Linked DNA regions of Triticum aestivum: region 1 is linked to region 2. A link is a contact called in public Hi-C data. All regions are on one chromosome and are shown on one strand. Each heading gives the region's core, a stretch centred on a gene start, on an enhancer-like site or on the middle of the called end of the contact. The rest is flanking DNA. Distances are from core to core; before and after follow the strand shown.

Region 1 (6,939 bases), core at 3,105-5,604, 33 kb after region 2:
CCACAGACTCAGCGGGGGAATATCCCATCACCATAACATCGCTCTTATCGAAGTTGATCTTGAGGCCCGACATCTGTTGGAAGCAAAGAAGGAGGAACTTGAGGTTGGTGATGTCCATCTCCGAGCCTTCGACCATGATGATCGTGTCGTCAACATACTGGAGAATGGAGATTCCCGAGCCCCCAGAGAGGTGGGGGGTAATACCTCGGATGTGGCCCGCGGCTTTAGCCTTATCGAGAATGGAGGCCAAAGCGTCCACGACCATATTGAAGAGGAACGGGGAGAAGGGGTCGCCTTGGCGCACCCCACATAGGGTAGGGAAGAAGGGACCGATCTCGCCGTTGATGTTGACCGCCGTGCGACCGCAAGAGACCATTTGCATGACTCTCGTGATCCACCGGTCGTCAAAGCCCTTCCGAAGAAGGACTTCCCTAAGGAAGGACCAGCTAACCGTATCATAGGCTTTGTGAAAATCGATCTTCAGAAAGACCACCTTCAGGCGCTTGACCCGGACCTCATGAAGCACCAGGACACCATCCAGGATGTACCGACCCTTAATGAAGGCTGATTGGTTAGGGTGGGTAATCCGATCTGCAAGCAGGGTCACCCTATTGGCGTACCCCTTGGCCAGGATCCGGAAGATCACGTTAATGACCGTAATCGGGCGGAACTGGCGGATGTCAGTCGCCCCAGGGACCTTGGGGATGAGGGAGATGGTCCCGAAGTTGAGGCGTCCTAGGTCAATAGATCCCACGAAGAATTCATCAAAGATGGCCATGACCTCTGGTTTAATCATGTTCCAGAAGGTCTGGAAGAAAATGACCGGAAGACCGTCCGGGCCCGGAGCAGAGGAGGAGTTCATACCCTTGATGGCCTCCCAGACCTCCTGCTCAGAGAAGGGGGCCGTCAGGGACGCGTTCTCTGCGTCAGAGACAAGTTGGGCACCGGCCCAACAATCAGGGGCGAGGGAGATGCCGCTCCGAGGAGCGGGAGAGAAGAGGGAACGATAGAAGCCGTCGACATGGGAGCGGATGTCCCGGGGGTCCTGGAGGAGGGTTACCCCATCCCAAAGGCAGGGAATGGTGTTGCGTCTACGGCGCCCGTTGGCAATCGCCTGGAAGTAAGCCATATTCGCGTCACCCTTCAGGACCCAATGCTGAGCGCCCCAAAGGCGCCAATAGGCTTCCTCATCGGTGTAAATCACGAAGAGCTGGTCTTCGAGGTCATAGCGGGAGAGCCACTCGTCTGGGGAGAGACCCACCGCGTCAGCCCGAAAGTCGAGGGCCTGGATCGCGGTGAGCAACACCTTCTTACGCTCCCTGGCGTCACGGCCCAGGTTGGCCCCCCAGCCCTTCATAAATTGCCGGCCACACTTCACATAGAAGTGCCACGCGTCAATAGCAGAAGGGGGGCGAGGGTGAGGGTGGGCCCGAGCCTCGATCCACCGAGCACAGACGGCGTCGGTAAACCCGGCCTGGGAAAGCCAGAAGGTCTCAAACCGGAACCAAGGGGGGATCGGCGGACGCTCGTCCGCGGAGGAGAGGAGCAAGGGGACGTGGTCGGAACAAATCCGGGTGATGGCGCGAAGAGAGGCTAGGGGGCATCGGAGGTCCCATTCCGGGGAAACTAGGACCCTGTCCAAGACGGACAGGGTCGGGGAGGCTTGTCGGTTGGTCCAAGTAAAACGGGCCCCAACCCGATCAATCTCCCGGAGGGCGAGGTCGGCAATGAAGTCGTTAAACATGTCCATCCGGGAAAAGCAAACATTGCCATTGTTCTTGTCCTCCGCAACGCGCAGTAGGTTGAAGTCGCCCCCGACAACCACGGGGAGGGAGGCGGCCGAGATTTTCCGGTGGAGCTCCTCCAAGAAGGAGGCCGACCTACTATGATCGGCCGGTCCATAGACAATGATGATCTCCCACTTGAAGTTGAGCAACCTCTCGAAAAGCTCCATGCTGACGAAGAATTCGCCCCTATCCATGCTGCCCACCTCAAAGGTGGCATCCTTCACACCTAAAAGGATGCCACCCGAGTGGCCCGCGCTCCCACTAGAAGGGAGCCAGTGCCACGCAAAGAGGTGAGAGCTCAACCGGTCAAGCTCAGGGAGCGCAAAATCGTGACGCATGGTCTCTTGCACAGCCACGATGTCGATGTGCTCATCTCGCATGTATTCCACTAACTGGCGGCGGCGGCCATCATGGCCGAAGCCGCGGATGTTCCAGAAGAGGGCCCGCATTAAGGAGCCATTGGGGGCTGCTTGACCCCAGAACACAGGAAGCGCTAAGTGCACGAAGGGCCGCCGTGCGGGAGCGGGTGTGTCCCCGAATCTCCGGCACGGCCACCGAGGGAGGAGGGGCCGTCGGCTGCGGCCGAGGCGGAGAGGAAGATCCCCCAGACGTAGAGGCGGCTGGGGGAACGAGGAGGGCCGCCCCGGCCTCCACAAGTTTCCCATCGAGAACCTCACGGGCTCTGATGGCCGCGATCTGGGCGAGAGGGGGGCCAACTTCCCCTCGGAAAATGATCGCGGAGTCGGAGGCCACTTTGGCGAGATGACCCAGCGGAACAGACTCAAGCGCAGAGAAAGAACAAGACGAAGCAGAGGAGGGAATGGAGGGCGTACCTCCGCCCACTCGGGGATGGGCAGCGCCGGGTGCCCTCAGGGTGGGCAGCGTCCAGCCGAGCACTCCGGCGGGAGGCCACCACCGGGGAGGAGGCCGACCGACTACGACGGGAGTAGGCGGCAGACCGGGGAGGGGGGGCTGGGCCGCTAGAGGCGTGATGATCCGGGCCGCCCCCGCCCCAGGAGACGACGGAGGGGAGGGCAGCAGTCCCGACCCAGCACAGCCGAGGAAGATCTGGGCCGGGGGTGATGGTGCGGCCAGAGGGGGAGGAGGCGCACTGGGGGCCGGAGAGCAGGCCTCCGAGGGAGCCCGTGGAGACGACGGGGCCGGAGGAGCGTCAGGCTGCGGGGAGGAGACGGCGACGGGGGGAGGCGAAGCCGGAGTTGGGGGGACAACCACAGGAGGCGTCCCCCCACCCGCGGGCGCCGCCGAAGAGTCGGAGAGCAGGTCGCCGAGCAGGCCGACCGGGGCCAGCACAGGTGGCGGGGACGAGGTGGGGGAGCGCGGGGAGGAGGCCGGGCAGACCACCAGGCCCACACTGGAGATGTTGCTCCCCTCGGATGGCGACACGTCAGAGATCGGCGGGCCATCCACCGGGGGGCGAGAGGCGGCCTGGCGGCCTTGCCCCCCGCAGACGGAGGGGGGGCGAGGGGGATGGGGAGCGGGAGTCCTCGGACGCCCCCTCCTCATCCGAGCGGTGAGAACGAGAGCAGTGGTGGCTGTGGTAGTCTCCGCCGCCCCCCGGGTTGTCACAGGGGGGCCGACGTCGAGGGAGCGGGGACGCCCAACGTGGTTGGGAGGCTCGGGGGCGATCCTGAGGTCGAAGCCCTGGTCGTTGAAGAAGACTCGAACCAAAGTGCGCAGCTTGGAGGAGTCGAGGCACTTGACCTTGACCCGCACCTCCTCCTCCTTGCGCAATGAGAGCTCGTCGACCACCACCACCTTGCCCAAGAGGCGAGACATCTGGCGGATGACGAGCTCGGACCGCGCAATATCGAGGAGACCGGAGATGAGGATCCAGGCGGTGTCGAGGACAGCCACGGCCTGAGCGTCGAGTACTGGCTTGGATATCTCGACAACCAGCTGGTTGAGCGCGAGAGTGATTCACAGCGCATTACAGGTAATGAAGCTTCTGGGAGGTTGGCAGGGCTCGAAACCAGTTAGGCTAGTCAAGCTAAGCTGCCGGGCAGCACACTGAGATATATACAAGATGGATCGACGTCATGCGATCGGATGACGTCTGCTGCTCGCTCTGCATGTCCTTCAAAGCCCAGATTAGTATGCACCGTTAACAATTAAGCGGGCGGCGAACTTGCAAGACCGGGCTATAATTAAGATGCGTGAAGGAGCAACACAGGAAGAGCTGGAAACTTTGAGAGAACAAGTGACGAAACTGTAGTAGGAAGGGAACCTGGCCCGGCTAGGGAATGAGAGCAACGTAGTAGTAACAGTCAGAAATTCAGTGTGTTCGATCTGGATCGTATACATCCAATGCCTCAACAGTCGGCCGGGCAACGCACCAGTTGAGCCCCTTGCAAGTTGTAGACTGCACAGTTGAGTTTCCACCTGAAAAGGTCCCTTTCGATGTACTCCCTCCGTTCCAAAATAGATGACCCAACTTTATATTAAAGTTAGTACAAAGTTGAGTCATTTATTTTGGAACGGAGGGAGTAGTTGCCACTTGTTTGCTGTGTAGTGTAGGTCTTCATCACTAAAAGTAAAAGGTCAGCTCCTTTGCCAGGCATGGGTATTATTTTTCCATGGAGACGTACGTAGCTGGTTTTCTGCTGTATAGCATAGGAGCAGTACAACGAAAAACACGTGCGTGCGTGAGGGTGAGGCCTTGAGCGATGGTGGAAAGAAAGTGGTTGTATAAATTCGGCAACACGGTTTGGCTTGGCTTTGCTTCGTCCTCATTGTTGACCTGTGCCATCCATGGATGCATGGGTCGGTTGCGTCGCCAGCCCAGCACAACGTCCCGAGAGAACTTCATCGCTACAGTGCACAACAGCGCTAAACAGTGACATTTTATCTACTCCCTCCGTACTGAAATACTTGTCGGAGAAATGCATAAAAATGGATGTATCTAAAACTAAAATACGTCTAGATACATCCATTCCTCCGACAAATATTTTCCGCCGGAGGGAGTACAAGTCAACAAAGAAACTTGTTGCCACGCCCCGGGCCACGCGCTGAACCTGTGGCGGCGGGCAAACTAGCCAATGAAGTGGTAGCCAGCCACCGTTGTTTCCAAAATGCTGTCTTCGGCACATGGGCACTTTCTCTGGAAGATCCAACAACAAGATGAGCACTTGACACCGTGGACTTCAGCCAGGCAGGCAAGATCTAGTTACAGCAACAAAAGATCGTTCAACATAGTGCCACCATTTCATTTGATGAAACCAGCTCCAAAACATATGCCCAGCATCCTGTGATGCCTCTGATAAGTCATCACCCTGAGTCGCTATTGTCTTCAGATGCTAAGCTTTCTAACAAGTCACTTCCTTTGTAGTGGCTGTTAATTTGCAACAGACGAGCATGCTGATGCTGTTTTGCTATGCCCAGCATCCTCCCATATAACAAAATCAGTGTTTTCAAGGAGACCTTGAGAGGCAATCCTTGCTCAGAAAATGGTGCATTAGACACTTCTCCTTTGAAAACTCAATGCAAGCCTCCTTTGCTGATTCAAGACAAAAACCATTTCTCGTTCTTCGCGTTGTTCTCTTTCTTGATAGCCGTTGTTGCGCCGCCAAACAAACCTTTCCACCAGGGGGGGCCCAGCACTTTCGTGTTGTGGTGATTGAACACCCAGACCGTGCACCTGCAGCCTGCAAAATGATGAACCAATCAGCTGTTCACTCCATTTGCAGGAAAAGATCCATTGTTCACATTTAGAGTACGGTATGCGATTTAGGAATAATGATGAACGCAAGCCAAATGGGCTGAGTCACTGAGACCACTGGAGGTCTTTAGGAAGCAAAGCTGTAGGGCGTTGGCAATGGGCCAGCAATAACAAACTGCTTGCAAAACGGTCTTACATTATGGAACGGAGAGAGTACTAGCTAGCAATGTGTCACAATGGGATGCCTCTGTCCCCAATTTGCCTCCCTCCAAACATGTTCCCTCCTATATCGAGGCATCGCGCAGACCGCAGAAAAACAGTAAATTAGCTCTAGCCTTCAGGCCATGATTAATTAACTAATGTACATTGATCAGAGGACCTGCTGGTTTACCCACTCTTTGGAACCTTGTACTAATGCTGAAGTGCTCTCTGGTAAAGATTTACTACTAGTACTATATCTTTGTTTAAGTCCAAAAGTCCAACAACACTAGAACTTAACTAGTTGATCCATGCATGTGTAGGAGATGGCAATTGGGACCTTAGCTGGGAAGATCTGCTCCATCCTCCTCTTGTCTCCAACCAATCAACACGCCAATTAAAGAAAGATGACTCTGTTTTACCACTACTGGAGTTTGAAGGCTGATCTTAGGAAGATTTGCCTTAAGATATCAGTCTACGTCTTTCTTACCTTTTCTCATACTACTATTAATTGGTAGCAGTAAGTACTGCCAAATGGCCCTTGTTATGTCTGAACAAGTTGATTACTATTACATGAGAATGGCCACCGCACTTCAGACATACAAGCCAGCTAAGAAACATCTGTTTTACTGGAGTTTTTTTACTACTACTGGAGTCCATCATGTCGCGTTATGTCTTGGCATCAGGGACTTCGTCAATAGCCCTTCCATTTTGTAAAACTACTGGCCCAAACATATGTATTTCATAAATACACAGAACTGCATGCCATTATGTCTGCAAATTCTTCAGTTTGCATCAACTGATGGATGCAAATTGAAGATAGTCTCCAAGCAGCTAGCCACATTTGTCCGTCAGTTAAAGCTTACTGCACACACATAAAGTGCAGACTACATAATACTTGTCTTTGCCTAATAGATACATGACCAAACTTAAGAAAACATTCAACTTCAATTCCAGTTGCAGCACCAAGTTAGTCTGTTGCTCCATTCCAGGGCTTCTCTGGATTCATGCATTCTAAAGCTCCAACCAGCAGGACCGATGTCAACTTCCCTTTCACCTGGCCAAACCAAGGTTTTAATCTATATCAGATGTACGGCCAATCACCAGGGTTTAATATATCAAGAATTTTATTTCCGCGCATAGTATAGCAGCTATAAGTTTATTTTTATCTGAATCATAATGCTATTAAACAAACTACACAAGAGTTTCAGCTACTAGATGATAGTGTTCTGCTTAACACGTTGCCAGTAGTTTGATATTGCTGGAACTGAGGGAGGG
Region 2 (6,370 bases), core at 1,941-4,440:
GTTGTCCATTGGGACGGTTGGGGTCCAGTGCTCGCTTGCCGGACAGCATCTCCAGCATCACGACTCCGAAACCGTAAACGTCGCTCTTGACATACAAATGGCCTGGACATGGTTCAGAACATGTGGTGAGAAAAGCAATCAACAGCTAAGAAAGCAACTTGTAAATTCCAAATTTTGTATGGATAACTGGATGAATGAAGCTACCAACAACTTGAGAAGGTATTATAGTCAGATAATGAATTCAGAATCACATATGGGATGCACACTAACTGGAAAATAGTAAATGCATGGTATGAGTGAGTGTATGGTCTTTTCATAGATGGTGGAAGCAGAGGAATGCCCATTTGACATAAAAGGTATTGTTAGCAGATGGAGTAGTTTAATTTGAGAAACTGTCCACTAGACAGGAGCAATTGTCATGGCCCATGAATGGTTGACAAATCTATTTGATGTAAAACTCTAAATTTGGAGAAAAAAAAACCAAAGTGAGAATTCATTTGCTATATGGGGATACTAAACCTATCAGGCATGTGTTTATGCTTCAGTTTGTACCATGGCTGGCACAACGACTGCAGGCAGCATTATCTGATCATATATATATCTGTGATTCACAGGCATAAGGACACATACCGGTGGCCACGTATTCCGGAGCCGCATATCCGTAGGTGCCCATCACCCTGGTCGTGATATGAGAGTTGCTACCCGTTGGTCCAAGCTTAGCAAGCCCAAAGTCGGAGAGCTTTGCGTTATAACTCTGCAAAAATAAAAATGCAGTCAGCATTTGACCTTGATAAATAGACAACAGATAAAAGGGTGCATTGCATAGCACTACACTTACTGCATCCAGAAGAATATTGGAAGCCTTGAAGTCCCTGTAGATAACTTGCTTCTCTGATGCATGCAAGAATGCAAGTCCTCGAGCTGCGCCAATTGCTATCTTCAGCCTCAGCTCCCATGACAGTGGAGCACATCCTTCTACAGAAATGCAATAGGGTCCAACATCAGTATTTTGAATTCAACTGGTTGCTCAAGAATTGCAACTGCTTCCAATAATTCCAGAGAAGAAAAACCACTAATAACTCACTTCTGAAAAGATGGTTTTCCAAGCTCCCTTTGGCCATGAACTCGTAGACAAGCAGCAGTTCCTTGTCCTCCCAGCAGTAGCCCAACAGCTTGACGAGGTTTGGGTGCGAGAGCCTTCCCAGAAAGTTTATCTCTGACTGCAAGTTGACAATCAGAAATGTTCATCAGATACAGCAGCTGCAGCAACCTTTGGAAACAATGATTCTGTTAGACTAAACTAGGAGCGCCGAGTCACGTCTGCTGGCCTAATAGTAGCATTTTATATGTACCAGAGCTGACCAAACAAAAATAGAAGCAGCTACATTGTGATAAACATGTGGGTTATTGGGTGTTCCTGGTCAGCAGTTGTGAACAGCTTATCATACCACTTTCAAACAAAATGACTCTGGTTAGCATTAGTCAAATGGCACTGGCCAGACAGCACAGCTCCATTACGATATAATAGACCTAGCAGCCAGGACATCAGAAGTTAAACAAAGCACACGGAACCATAACTGTAAGCATGTAACGACCAGGAGAATCTTAAAATTGCTGTGATTTGTTTAAACCTGACTACTAATGGTGTGCGTGTGTGTGCAGAGAGTGGACTGTAAACTCAGCTAAAACTACAAAAGTAAACTCATAGCAGTTGTTCCACATGTGCCGAAGCTGAATCGAAGTTACCATCAATCAAGAGCAAACAAAGCTAAGTCAAACCCCCAAATTCCAGTGCTCATCATACTCATCAATTTGGAATTCAGAGAGCTCAAGCAAATATTCACCTGCCATTCCTCGTACCCCTGCATGCTCTCTGAGTTGAGCTTCTTGACCGCGACGACCATGCCGGTGCCGCTCTTGGTGGGGTTCATCGTCTTCTCGTCCACCCACCCCTTGTAGACCCTCCCGAACCCTCCCTCCCCGAGCACGCTGTCGGGCCTGAAGTTCTTGGTGGCCGTCTTGAGCTCGAGGAAGGTGAAGGTGCGGAGGTTGGGCGCCTCCAGGATCTGGCCCTCGAGGAAGCCCGCCGCGGCCTCGTCGAAGCCCCCGCTGGTGCCACCGCTGCCCGCGGAGGCCATGAAGGTGCTGCTGCCCCCCGAGGAGAGCTTCCCCGTGGTGCTGTTGCTGGTGGTGACGCTGCCGCTCGTCTTGTAGTTGGATGTTCCTGTCACACAACAAGCAACACGTTTTTAACATACTGAATTTGATTACTGGAGAGATTTTACAGAGAACATGGGAGAGGTTCCCCTTGTGAGCAAACAGTTTGGATTGCGTCAGTAACATATGGTTGGTTCAGCCTGTCTGATTCATGGAACAGGGAAAAGAAAACTACTCTTTTCCCTGACAAAATACTCGTAAATTAAACAGGGAGAAGTAAGCATCAAGCATAGCATGGATTGGAAAACTATGGTTGTATGATACTGATTCAGTCAATTCCCGTCCCTGCTACTCGTGCGAAGAACAGGGGAAATCTGAGAAGAGGAAGAAATTAAACGGCCTGTCCTGATTCAGTGCCACCAACCAACCCCTAAACAATTCGACAGACGACTGAGTGGCGGACATGAAAGAAGCAGCACAACCTTGAGCTCAGAGAACCAAGAATCGGAACCAATCAGACTAAACTTAAACAGAGTCTTGGCCGAGGCAACAACGACGGCGTCTCTGCGCGGCAGACGACAGAAACAGACCTCCGAGCAGGAACCAAGACACCCCCCGCCGGGAGCTCGCGGGATCCAGCCATCGACGAGATGGCGTGAAAAACAACAGCGGAAAGGAAGAAAAGGGGATCCCGAATCAGGTTCATGGAGGGCCAGATTGGTGCTCACCTGGGCTGGACGGCCGGTAGTCCGCCGCCACATCGGCCTTCCCCGCGCCGCCGCAGATGTTCCCCATCTCACTGCGCCCCCTCCTCCCTCCCGCCGGAGCCAATCAGCAGGAACGACGCAAGAGGGTTGCTTGCGGAGGAGGAGACAGGAGGGAGGGAGGGAGAAGACGAGTATGGAATGGGGGAGAGGGGAGGGGAAGTCAAGGGGAGGCCGTGATAAGTAAGCGGAGACTGGAGAGCTTGCGAGGGGGGGCGGACGCTGCAAACTGAGGGGAGAGAAAGTCTCCGGCTTTGTTTGTTCCTCCGTGTGGCCGGCCTCCGCCTGCCCCGGACCACACTCCACCTCTCTCTTTCAGCTCAAACTCCGCGTGCCGCTTTCCATTTCTCTAGTATATTGCCCAGAAAGGCGAGTCTTCTTCCAGCTGCGTGTAAAAATGTCCAAAAAACAGCAGATGTGTAATCTTTGTTGTTGAGTATATATTGCATGTAATGTATATCTGTATTCCTTGCCCACCTCCTTTTTCCTTTGTTGTTGAGGTTATATAGCCCACCTTGAACATCATATATACGTGCGCTTGCACCGGATCAGTACATCGAGAGTTGCATCATAATCTTCTGCATGGTATCGGCCTTCCTTTGGTCCTAACCCTAGCCGCGCTGCCGCTATCTTCCTAGCTGCCGCACCGCGCCGCCCCTTCTCCTTCCCTCCACCGCACCTCTTCCTCCCATCGTGTCGCGCCCTCCGGCCCCTCCCCTCTTTTCCCCACCCCTGCAGCCACTTCTCCGACAATCCCGAACCCTAACCGAGACCGACCCACCTCCTCTCGCTAGCCACCGCCATGTCTTCCTCTAGCCGCAGCAATCCCAACAACCCCTTCGCCTCCACCTTTGGTTCCAACTCTGAGGTTCTCAACGCCCCACATCCACGACGTCCCTCTCTTCGATCACGTCCCGAGCAAACTCTCCCACTCCAAGGCCAACTACTATGTCTGGAAAACCTACTTTAATCTCTTCTTCCGTGAGTACAATCAATACATCGAGAGTTGCATCATAACCTTCTCATTTGTGACCTCGAAATGAAAAGGCGATTTCCCCTTTGGATGATGTGTGTGTGTGTGTGTGTGTGTGTGTGTGTGTGTGTGTGTGAGTAGCCGGGTTCGCCGAGGTTGCTCCGTGTGGACTATTATGATGGTTTCGTCCGGTTTTTCGCTAATTAACCAGATAATTCTACTTAAGTAATGAGACAAGGCGAATCTTTTATACCTCCTTTAAAAAAAGATACTGATTAGTTCTATTTTACATCCTCCTGGAAACAAAGACCAAATTTTCCATAAAGAAAAAACAATGGCCATATTTACTTTATGCTCAAAATATATTCTTTTTTACTACCTGCTAAACATATGTGGATACTTGGTTATTTAGATAGCGAGGATTCAAAAACTTAGCTCGGAGAACGCTCCCAATGTATGCTAGTGGAAGGCAAAAAAATATTGTGGGTTTCAATTGTGAGGGAATTGCCTAGAAAAAACCTATTCCAGACTGAAAATATACGATTATAGAAATATAATAATTAGTACAATATCCTAGGAGAAAAGGGCATCAATTTCATGTTGAAGTAAAAACAAGTCTATATAAGACCAATATTATTAAAGATGTCATACATCTAGTATCACAAAATTGTTTTTCGCCTTGGTTTGTTGGGTGTGGCTGGAATTGGTCCGAATATCACACCACACATCTAGCCCGTGGTTAATCAGTTTGTTTGACCGAGCAAAGCCAGCTACCTACGTTTTCCTCCTAATTACCACCACAAGTGATGAATGGCTAATTAGTTTGGCTGTCCTTTCATGTCCTTTTCTCCATCTTGTTCCAAAAGCAGACAAGGAATATGAGACTTGACTGATGCATGAGATCTTGGGAGGTTGACAATAGTGGCACCACCGGAGTTATCATTGATGGCGCCAGCTAGAATGTGTCAAACCATGCTCTCATGGAGTGTCAAACTTAGCCACTGTGCTTTCATCCGGTCTTTGATCTTGATTAGGCCAATCTAAAACCATGTTTACGTGTTAACCAGAGAGGGCCATGACTTGGTTCTCCCAGGTGTGTTCACATGATTCGATCTATATGCTAGCATATGAACTTGTGCGCGCTTGCATGAGCAACTATCTTTTTTTGAAAATGAGTATGACCTCGGCCTCTGCATCAGAGCTATGCATGCAACTATTTTATTAATTATTTATTTAAACCTTACAAAGCAATGCATCAGTATGTCTAAAGCCATCATTTTGACGACATATGTCGCTACCCCTATGCACTTGATTAAGGGGTGCAAATTGTCAGGCCGCATACCCAGACCTCACACCAAATTAAATACAACATATAAAGCCGGAGGCTCCAACCAAGATGAATTGTCGGGTCTGAGTCACACACCGGTCCAATGCGCGCACTTTCAGCGGGCACCACATGCGCACGCTGCAGAGGCCATCACCATCCTCTTCCATCAATCCATCTTAAGAGTAGGTACTGATGCATCCACCTTGTGAGGCATGTCGTCGATGCCACCACGGCGCCAGACAACGCCACCATCCTATGCACATCCATTATCACATATCCGTCATAGACCTGCAGCGCCACACCATCAAGACTCCACGTCGTCGATGTGTCACAGGAACCGCCGCTCCACCGCAGAAGTCGTCCACTGGTCCCTCGAGCCTATGCACCCATCCAAGAATGACACAAGGGCACCACGTCATCTGATCGACTGATCTAGGGTTTCCCCGGAGGTAGCGAATGGAGGTCTAGAGCTTCTCCACGACGATGCCTTCAAGAAGGGAACGAAACAAAAGAGTGCCGCCATCATCGGCCTTGGAAACTAGCCGAGAGCAAGCTTTTCACCCTGATCTGCTCGACGAACCTCCATTTAGCATTATGTCCTCGAGCCTATGCACCCCTCCAAGAATGAAGCCCCCAAGGGGGGAATGACACAAGAGCACTGTGTCATCTGATCGACTGATCTACGGTTTCTCCCGGAGGTAGCGGATAAAGGTATGGAGCTTCTCCACGATGATGCCTTCAAGAAGGAACGACACAGAAGAGCGCCGCCACCACCAGCCATGGAAACTATCTGGGAGGAAGGTTTTCAGCCCGATTTGCTCGACGAACCTCCATCTAGCATCGTGTCCTTGGGTCGCCACCGATCAGTGCCGCCGAGCAGCGGGCAGTCCGCACCGGCCAGATCTGTCTGACCGAAGGCCAGACCACGCATGTCGCCGACCCACCCACTAGGCCCTCCATGCCACCTCCATTGGTCCAAGGTCAGATCACCCGCCACCGCAAATCCAGCCGCAGCCGCTGCCCAAAGCAAGGTAGTAAGCCGCGCCCGCAGCCATCGCCGCCCGAGGCAGGGTCGGCCATCGCGCAGCCGCAACCCAAGGCAGGGCCGGCAGTCGCGCCGCCAAGGGGCTCCGCACCACACCCATGACG

What was found. A called contact is a pair of places that touch in the nucleus more often than the background predicts.
Region 1: a contact with region 2 is called in a Hi-C map of leaf, with 2.5 times the contacts expected there. The contact joins the enhancer-like site here to the promoter of LOC123135707 in region 2. A contact is called at or near these places in 2 of 5 Hi-C or Micro-C datasets (leaf and an unstated tissue).

What each region holds. Positions count from the first base shown.
Region 1 is chr6B:51,309,442-51,316,380 of IWGSC CS RefSeq v2.1, forward strand. LOC123135708 (disease resistance protein RGA2) reads right to left here. Exons shown (of 8, transcript XM_044554892.1): 8 at 6,371-6,718. Among protein-coding and RNA genes, the nearest start is that of LOC123135708, 11 kb to the right of the region's middle. Within about 2 kb of position 4,355, at least 2 of the 8 cell types and tissues checked have an H3K27ac peak or open chromatin away from gene starts, as enhancers often do. A contact at or near this core is called in leaf, where this site is marked.
Region 2 is chr6B:51,277,326-51,283,695 of IWGSC CS RefSeq v2.1, forward strand. It overlaps LOC123135707 (probable serine/threonine-protein kinase PIX13), which reads right to left and starts at 3,191. Exons shown (of 6, transcript XM_044554889.1): 1 at 2,886-3,191; 2 at 1,845-2,224; 3 at 1,085-1,220; 4 at 839-975; 5 at 631-754; 6 at 1-102. The coding sequence starts at 2,952.